Linked DNA regions of Mus musculus: region 1 is linked to region 2. The links are chromatin contacts, called in public HiChIP or PLAC-seq maps. All regions are on one chromosome and are shown on one strand. Each heading gives the region's core, a stretch centred on a gene start, on an enhancer-like site or on the middle of the called end of the contact. The rest is flanking DNA. Distances are from core to core; before and after follow the strand shown.

Region 1 (3,572 bases), core at 703-3,202, 580 kb before region 2:
AGAACACTAGAGGGCAGTGTTGTCATTGAGAATGACTGCAGAGTTGCAGACAGCACACTTATGGACTCTTCTAAACGATCTTTTAAACAGTAAGAAAAATCATCCTTGAACAACTTCTGTATCGCTTAGGCAACCCCACGATCAACACAGCTCATTACTGTCTTGTGTCTAATACAGAGCATGTGAAAGTGTGCAGTAGGCTGTGTTATCTGTGATTTTGTGTCTTTACAATCAAACTGCTGCCATGCTAGAAATATGTAGCCTATTTTGTCTTGTCATTTGTTGTTAGTCTTCTTGGCACTATGGCAAACATTTGACATAAGCAACTTAAAGCAGAGATGATTTTTTTTGTCAAGGGTTTAGAGATTATATCCCATAGTCTCTTTCTCTGCCATTTGCAGGCCTGTGCTGAAACAAGGATACCATAGCATTGGGAGCATGTATTGCAGGCTGCTCACCTTAGGGTGGCAGGAAACAGAGGACTAGGAAGAGACCAGGACCTGTTCTAGCCTCAAAAGAATGCTTCCAATGACCTACTTCCTGCAACCCTGTCACACCTCCTAAAGTTTCCAGAACCTCCCAAAATAGTTCTAGCATCTGGGGAACAAGTGTTTGAAATATGAGTCTATGGGGGCACTTCATAGTCAAGCTGTAACATCATTTTTTTCCTAAATGGGACAATATGGCAACTATTTATATATCATTGGCATGGCAATAAGTATTCTGTATGATCTACAGATGATTGAAAGTGTGGGGGAGAATGTTGGTAGGCTGCATGCAAATACGTTTTGATACTGTGCCTCTGTAGCCGTTGGAATCTATGGGGAGTCCTGAACTGAAGGACAACCATTTGTGTTTGCATTTTCATAAACTGGATGTTTTCAGGCTTGGGTATGATACATTCTTTCAAACTCTTAAGCCTAAGTTAAAACATAGAAAGTTGAAATGCAAAATTGAATAAGTTAACACTCTGTAAATATACACCATCAAATATACACCATCAAATATACACCATCAGACTCAGAATAGTTCACACAACACCTTGGCTGTCTAACTGCCATCAACCTTCTTCTTTCTTTTTCTTATTTTATCTTTCCAATTTCTCCTCCATCTCCACCAGCACTACTCTGTCCCAATTTCATGTGCTTTTTTTTTTTTTTTAAACTCATGGAGTCTCCTAGTGCTGCCACTATGTGCATGGGTATAAGGCCATCTACTGGACATGGGCATTCTCTCAGGGCCCACGTTCCCTAAGCCCTCAGTTTGTGACTTCATCCCCACCCATGCTTAGGATTTTGTCTGGCTTTATCTTGCACATATAGTCATAGCCACTGTTCCTGTGTGCAGCTGCCCTGTCATGTCCAAAACGACACAGTTTCTCTGTATTTATCAACTACCTCTGCTTTGTACTATCTCTCTGCTCCCTCTTCTGTAGTGAGCCCTAAAGCCCTGGGAGGAAGAGGTATTATATAGATGTGCTATTTAACACACGTGGGTCATTATTTTCTGAGCATTGACTAGTCGAGGGTCTCTGCAAAACATAAGCTTCTCTGATGAGGCTTGGGAGATGCACTAGTCCATGACATGAAGAGAAGACTAGTTTGCTGCTATATCCATTTAGCAGCATAATAATATTAGGTTCTCTTCTAGAGCCTATGACTTAGCAAGCTGATAGGTTCTTGGCCCCATTGATGCTGCTGAGCATGAGTCACATCTTGTGGAGTAGGCCTTTACTATAATCAGAAAACGATTGATTGCTCCCACGACATCCATGCCAGTATTGCCCCAGTGAGCCTGCCCTGCCAGGCCAGTTGTTATTAGAGCTCACAGGGCTCACAGATGGTTTGTTTTCTCCCTCAGTAGTTTACACGGCACCTTCCAGCACTGTGACATGCAGTCAGTAGAGAGGAAGCTTCCAGGTCAGTACCACTTTGATTTCCCAACATTCTATGACTAAAGTGTATGGCATCTGCAACAGAGTCTTACCATCTGGAGACAATTAAGAGCAAGGCAATAGCCTGTAACATCTAGAGGCAGTCTATGGGACCCTGCTAACCACAATTTGAAAAGAGGTACCCCATATTTTACATTGCTTAGCTTTTTATTTGATAGCCTATGTCATCTAGGAGAGGAATTGTTTTCCAATTAGAGGTCAACTCCATTTCAAACTCTTTATATATGCATATATGTATGTTTTATTTTGTATTTAAGGTATGATCTCACCATGTGTTCCAGGCTGGCCTTAAATTCACTATGTAGCTCAGGTGAACCTTGAAATTGGAAGCCTTCTGCCTCAACCTCCCCAGTACTTGAATTACAAGCCTATAAGCGTACAAGACCACACCTGGATATTAGCATGTCACAATGATGTACTAACCTGACCATTTCTGGTTGTGGCTATGGTGCTTCATACGTGTGGATTTCCCATCATCCAGAGATCCAGCCTTCTGTAGTTGGAGCTGGTTACTAGATTTTTTGTGATTCAAATGGTACATCACAGTTCCTGTGATGCAGTTTTCTTTCCTTTACCCAGACTACAGTTACCGCTTAGTGTCTCAGACACTAGTGTGCTTTCTCTTCTGAAGTTACATCTATTTTCTCTGTCTGCAAGAGAAGGATGTTCATTGCTAGCTCTGTTCTCTAAAGGAGAAACAGAGTGTGAAAATTCATCCAAGCTCACTTCTCATTCATGTCTGAAACTATTTCCAACTAATCTCATGGTATACAATATCACTTTATTATCTAGTCACAGAGAACAGAAACTAGAACACTTTCAAGGAAAATACATGCTAAATTACTGGAAGAAACAGCAAGCATGGTTATTTTTATTCTTCTAATTGACATTTTAAAATTATAAGGCAAATTTTTGCACTGAAAAGGCCCATGTAAGTTGAGTGAGAAGATAAGCTACAGGAACTGAGAAAATTGGTAAAAGATATGAGTGGCTATGTCACTAGAGAGGGCATCCAGACAGTATGTATTCAGCAGTATCAGCCACTAGGGAATATATATTAAAATCCAAAGGAGATACAATTGTTGCCTGTTACTTAGATTAGAAATGGGAACACCACCAAGTGCTGGAGTCATGAGGAGAGAATGGATCATCCAAACATTGTGGGCACCATTATGAAAATGGGGCACTTACTCTGGGAAACAATTTGACTATTTTCTGCATAACTAAACCTCTAGCTATCATTTGGGCTAGCAGTTATACTCTCGGGTATTAGTTTTAGAGAAATAAAAGGATATATTCAAAGTAAAACTATATATGAATGTTTTTAGCTATTTTTTTTATCAACGCTTCCAACTTGCAACTAGCCTAGAGGGTCTTCAGCAAGTAGACAGCAAAACAAACCAACACACACACACACAGGTGAATATTACTCAGTTAAAAGAAAAAGGACCCCGGCATAGTCTCACAAGAGACAGCTCTGGAAAGAGAGGCCCACTGGACATGCAAACTTTATATGCCCCAGTACAGGGGAACGCCAGGGCCAAAAAGTGGGAGTGAGTGGGTAGGGGAGTGGGGGGAGAGTATGGGGGACTTTTGGGATAGCATTGGAAATGTAAAT
Region 2 (3,859 bases), core at 653-3,152:
GTGTTGTGGGTACACAAGAGTGTGAAGGCCTGACGTTAACGTTGGCTGTCTTCCTCAGTCGATCTCTATCTTTTTGAGACAGGGTCTCTCACTTGAACCTGGAGCTCATCTATTCAGCTGGAATAACTGCCACCGAGTTCCAGGGGCCCTCTTGTTCCTTCCTATTTCTGGGATTCTAAGTATAGGCTGCTGTGCCCAGCTGTTGCTGCTGTTGTTGTTGCTGTTGCTGCTGTTGTTGTTGCTGTTGCTGCTGCTGTTGCTGCTGCTTCTTTTTCTTGTTCTTGTTCTCCTCCTCTTCCTCCTCCTCCTCCTTCAATGTGGGTGCTAGGGAATTTGGACTCAGGTTTTTATGCTTACACTGCAAGTACTTTACTAAGCCATCTACCTAGTCTCAGAGATGAGACTTCTGGGGAGTAATTGTGTCATGAGGACTCTGCCTCCATCTATAGATTAATCCATTAATGGATTTATGGATTTATAATCTTCCGGCATTATTTGGAATTGGTAGGGGGTATGTATAGGTGGAAGAAGTAGATCAGTGGGGATACACCTTTAGAAGCAATCAACATCTTGTCCCCAACTCCTCTTTTTACCTACTCCTGACCAGGGGCAGAGGGTAGTGACAAAAAATAGTAAAACAGGACTCTGCGTTTGGAGGCCCTGCAGTTGGAAGGAGCTAAACCATTTAATGAGAAGGCACTGGAGGGCAAGTCTGGTGCCAGAAGCTTCAGTAATTCTAGTTCAACAGAGTACATTAAAGCTACTACGGTTGGGAGGAAACAGTGATAGAGTGTATGGAGGAGCCGGAGGGGTGGGGTGGGCATGAATTTGATCAAGATACATTGTATTTACTATGAAAATTTTCAAGTAATATTCTTGAAAAGAAAGAAAAAGGTCACTGCACTTTAAAAGGTCAGATCTTGGATCTTGGGAGAGAGCAGGGAGTCTACTGTGGGGCAGTCAGTGCCTTCTCAGCCCCTTGCCTCTCTGTGCCCCCTCTGTGTTCTTAACTGGCCTGAAGCACTTACTCAAACGGCCTGGATACTGTAGCTAGTAATGATGGGCTAGCACTGCACTTCTGTTATCTTGCTGGCTTTCAGAACTAAGGCATAATTAAGAAGGGTGGTTGGGGAACATTCGCATTGTACCCCTAGAGGTGAAATTACTGGACCCAGGCAACATTTCCTGGCCATTACTCAGTGAGCAGCTAGCTCCGTTCCACCATGCCCTTGCCAGCCTCTGCCTTGCCTTAGGCTTAAAAGCAGTGACTATAGGCTGAGATCTCTTGAGCCCAAATACATTTTATCTTTTTTAAAAGTTTATTTTCTCTGGTCTTTTTTTTTTTTTTTCAAAATAATGAAAAGTCTAACACAGAAACATTGGGAGGCTCCCAAATGCCCACCATTCATGCAATCTGGTGTCTTCACTGTCTCCTGTCAACAATGCTCACTGGTCATCTTACACTGATGGTGACTCTGCTTTGGGAAGAGATGGAAAATATGGATTTTTCACCTTTCACTAATAGTCTCTGGTCTCATGAATTCAATTTTCTCAAGCACTGGCATTGATTTTACCGTTATGCCTGTGGGATTTCTTCTGGCAGGCCTCATCTCTCTGACTCAGCCAGCACCTTTGCAAGTGTTGGCTGAGATAGAGCCTACTTCTCTGGCCTGGGTTTCTGCAGTTGCAAAGGGAGCCGTCAATGCAGACAGACACTTGACTCTTTCACCTATATGGTCCTTGTAAATGCAGTCTAGAGATATCCACGCCTTTTTTTCAGTTCCCAGAACCTTATGACTATTAGAGTTTTAAAAGGCCTAAGAGACACCTAGGCAGCCAGCAGCGATTACGGTGTAGGGCTACTCCGGCTCAGAGGCATCTGGGATATCTGAGTGGCACATGACTCATTCTGACTCAGCCTCTGTTTGGTCCTCTTTATTCCAAGGATGGTGCTCTCAGAAGCTCACATCCTCTGCAGATCCAACTTGGCAGGCCTGGGATGAGGGTGTCACTTCCTAACTTAATACTTCCTAACTCTTTCTACACCCCACATCCACCCATCCTTCCATTCACCATGCCGACAAATAGTGTATGATCTCTGTTGCAGCAGAATAAACCAGGCAAAATCTAGGACGTGCTTGGGGGAATAGCAGTGTGCTGTGTCATCATCCTCCTTAAGAACTGTGAGTTAGGGAGCTGGAGAAATGGCTCAGCAGTTAAGAGCACTGACTGCTCTTCCTGAGGTCCTGAGTTCAAATCCCAGCAACCACATGGTGGCTCACAACCATCTGTAATGAGATCGATGTCCTCTTCTGCTGTGTCTAAAGACAGCGACAGTGTACTCATGTACAGTATACATATAAAGTATACATATAAATTAAATAAATCTTAAAAAAAAAAAAGAACTGTGAGTTAGATTCTGATACTGCTACCAAGGTGAACTTTTACTGGTTTCATGCCAAAGACCAGATGACAATTTTGCTTAGACCTTTTGGTTAAACCTTTGGTCCTTTCTTCAAGAAGCATGGTGTTACAAATTACACTTAGACATAGAATACAGATAACTAGATCCCATCGGGAACACACAGAGGGACTTTGCTTCGGATCCTCTTCCTGCTTGAATGTACCACTCCTGGGTCACACTCTCCTCTCTGAGATGGACTACACCCTCTAAATGTAGGGAAATAAACTCCTACTTTAAGCTGTTTTCATTGTTCATTCACGGCACTTGATGGTCTTAGTCAGGGTTTCTATTCCTGGACAAAACATCATGACCAAGAAGCAAGTTGGGGAGGAAAGGGTTTATTCAGCTCACACTTCCACACTGCTGCTCATCACCAAAGGAAATCAGGACTGGAATTTAAGCAGGTCAGGAAGTAGGAGCTGATGCAGAGGCCATGGAGGGATGTTTCTTACTGGCTTGCTTCCCTTGGCTTGCTCAGCTTGCTTTCATATAGAACCCAAGACTACCAGCCCAGAGATGGTCCCACCCACAAGGGGCCTTCCCCCTTGATCACTAATTGAGAAAATGTCTTACAGCTGGATCTCATGGAGGCATTTCCTCAAGGGAGGCTCCTTTCTCTGTGATAACTCCAGCTTATGTCAAGTTGACACACAAAACCAGCCCGTCCAGTGAGGATTTTATTCCTTTCTCCAAAGGAGGATCAGAAAACTCTTATGAACTACTTCAGAGAACAGGGGTGGGACCTTGATTGCCTTTGCAGTTTTCTAAAATGGTGACCCATCACATTTTGAGACAGCATGTGTGGTGGTTTCGATATGCTTGGCCCATGGAAAGTAGCACTATTAGGAGGTGTGGCCTTATTGGAGTAGGTGTGGTCTTGTTGGAGGAGGTGCGTCAACGTGAGGGTGGGCTTTGAGGTCTCCTAGGCTTGCCTTCCACCCAGTGTGGAATTCCAGCCTTCTCCTGGCTGCCTTCTGGTTAAGATGTAGAACTCTCAGCTTCATCTCCAGCACCATGTCTGCCCAAAGGCTGCATGCTTCCCACCATGACAATAATGGACTTCTGAAACTGTAAGCCAGCTCCAATTAAATGTTGTCTTTTATGAAAGTTGCCTCGGTCATGATATCTCTTCACAGCCATAAAGCCCTAAGGCAGTGTGTCCTGTTAGAATGAAGGCCTGGTACATGCTACTACACAGCTGAACCTTGAGAACATTGTGCTAAGTGGAAAAGGAAAAAGAGTTACACATTGGATGCTTCCAATGTGGTGGGTAAGTCTGTAAAGATAGAGTACAGACTCCCAGCTCCCAGCAGCCAAGAGTGGGAAGTGGTACTTGTAGTCTTCACCCTGGGAGGCAAAGGCAGGGCAATCAGAGAGTTCAAGGCTAGGCTGAGC

The links. HiChIP or PLAC-seq counts read pairs in DNA pulled down with a chosen protein or histone mark.
Region 1: an H3K27ac HiChIP or PLAC-seq map of the NIH/3T3 cell line shows a contact between it and region 2, with 5 times the contacts expected there. The contact joins two enhancer-like sites. A contact is called at or near these places in 3 of 484 Hi-C or Micro-C datasets (3T3-L1-derived adipocytes, the HL-1 cell line and the N1E-115 cell line) and 1 of 115 datasets of contacts at active chromatin or transcription factors (the NIH/3T3 cell line).

The regions. Positions count from the first base shown.
Region 1 is chr6:94,982,986-94,986,557 of GRCm38.p6, reverse strand. No RefSeq gene overlaps it. Among named protein-coding and RNA genes, the nearest start is that of 4930511E03Rik, 41 kb to the right of the region's middle. Within about 2 kb of position 1,952, at least 10 of the 459 cell types and tissues checked have an H3K27ac peak or open chromatin away from gene starts, as enhancers often do. A contact at or near this core is called in the NIH/3T3 cell line, where this site is marked.
Region 2 is chr6:94,403,649-94,407,507 of GRCm38.p6, reverse strand. No RefSeq gene overlaps it. Among named protein-coding and RNA genes, the nearest start is that of Slc25a26, 95 kb to the left of the region's middle. Within about 2 kb of position 1,902, at least 38 of the 459 cell types and tissues checked have an H3K27ac peak or open chromatin away from gene starts, as enhancers often do. A contact at or near this core is called in the NIH/3T3 cell line, where this site is marked.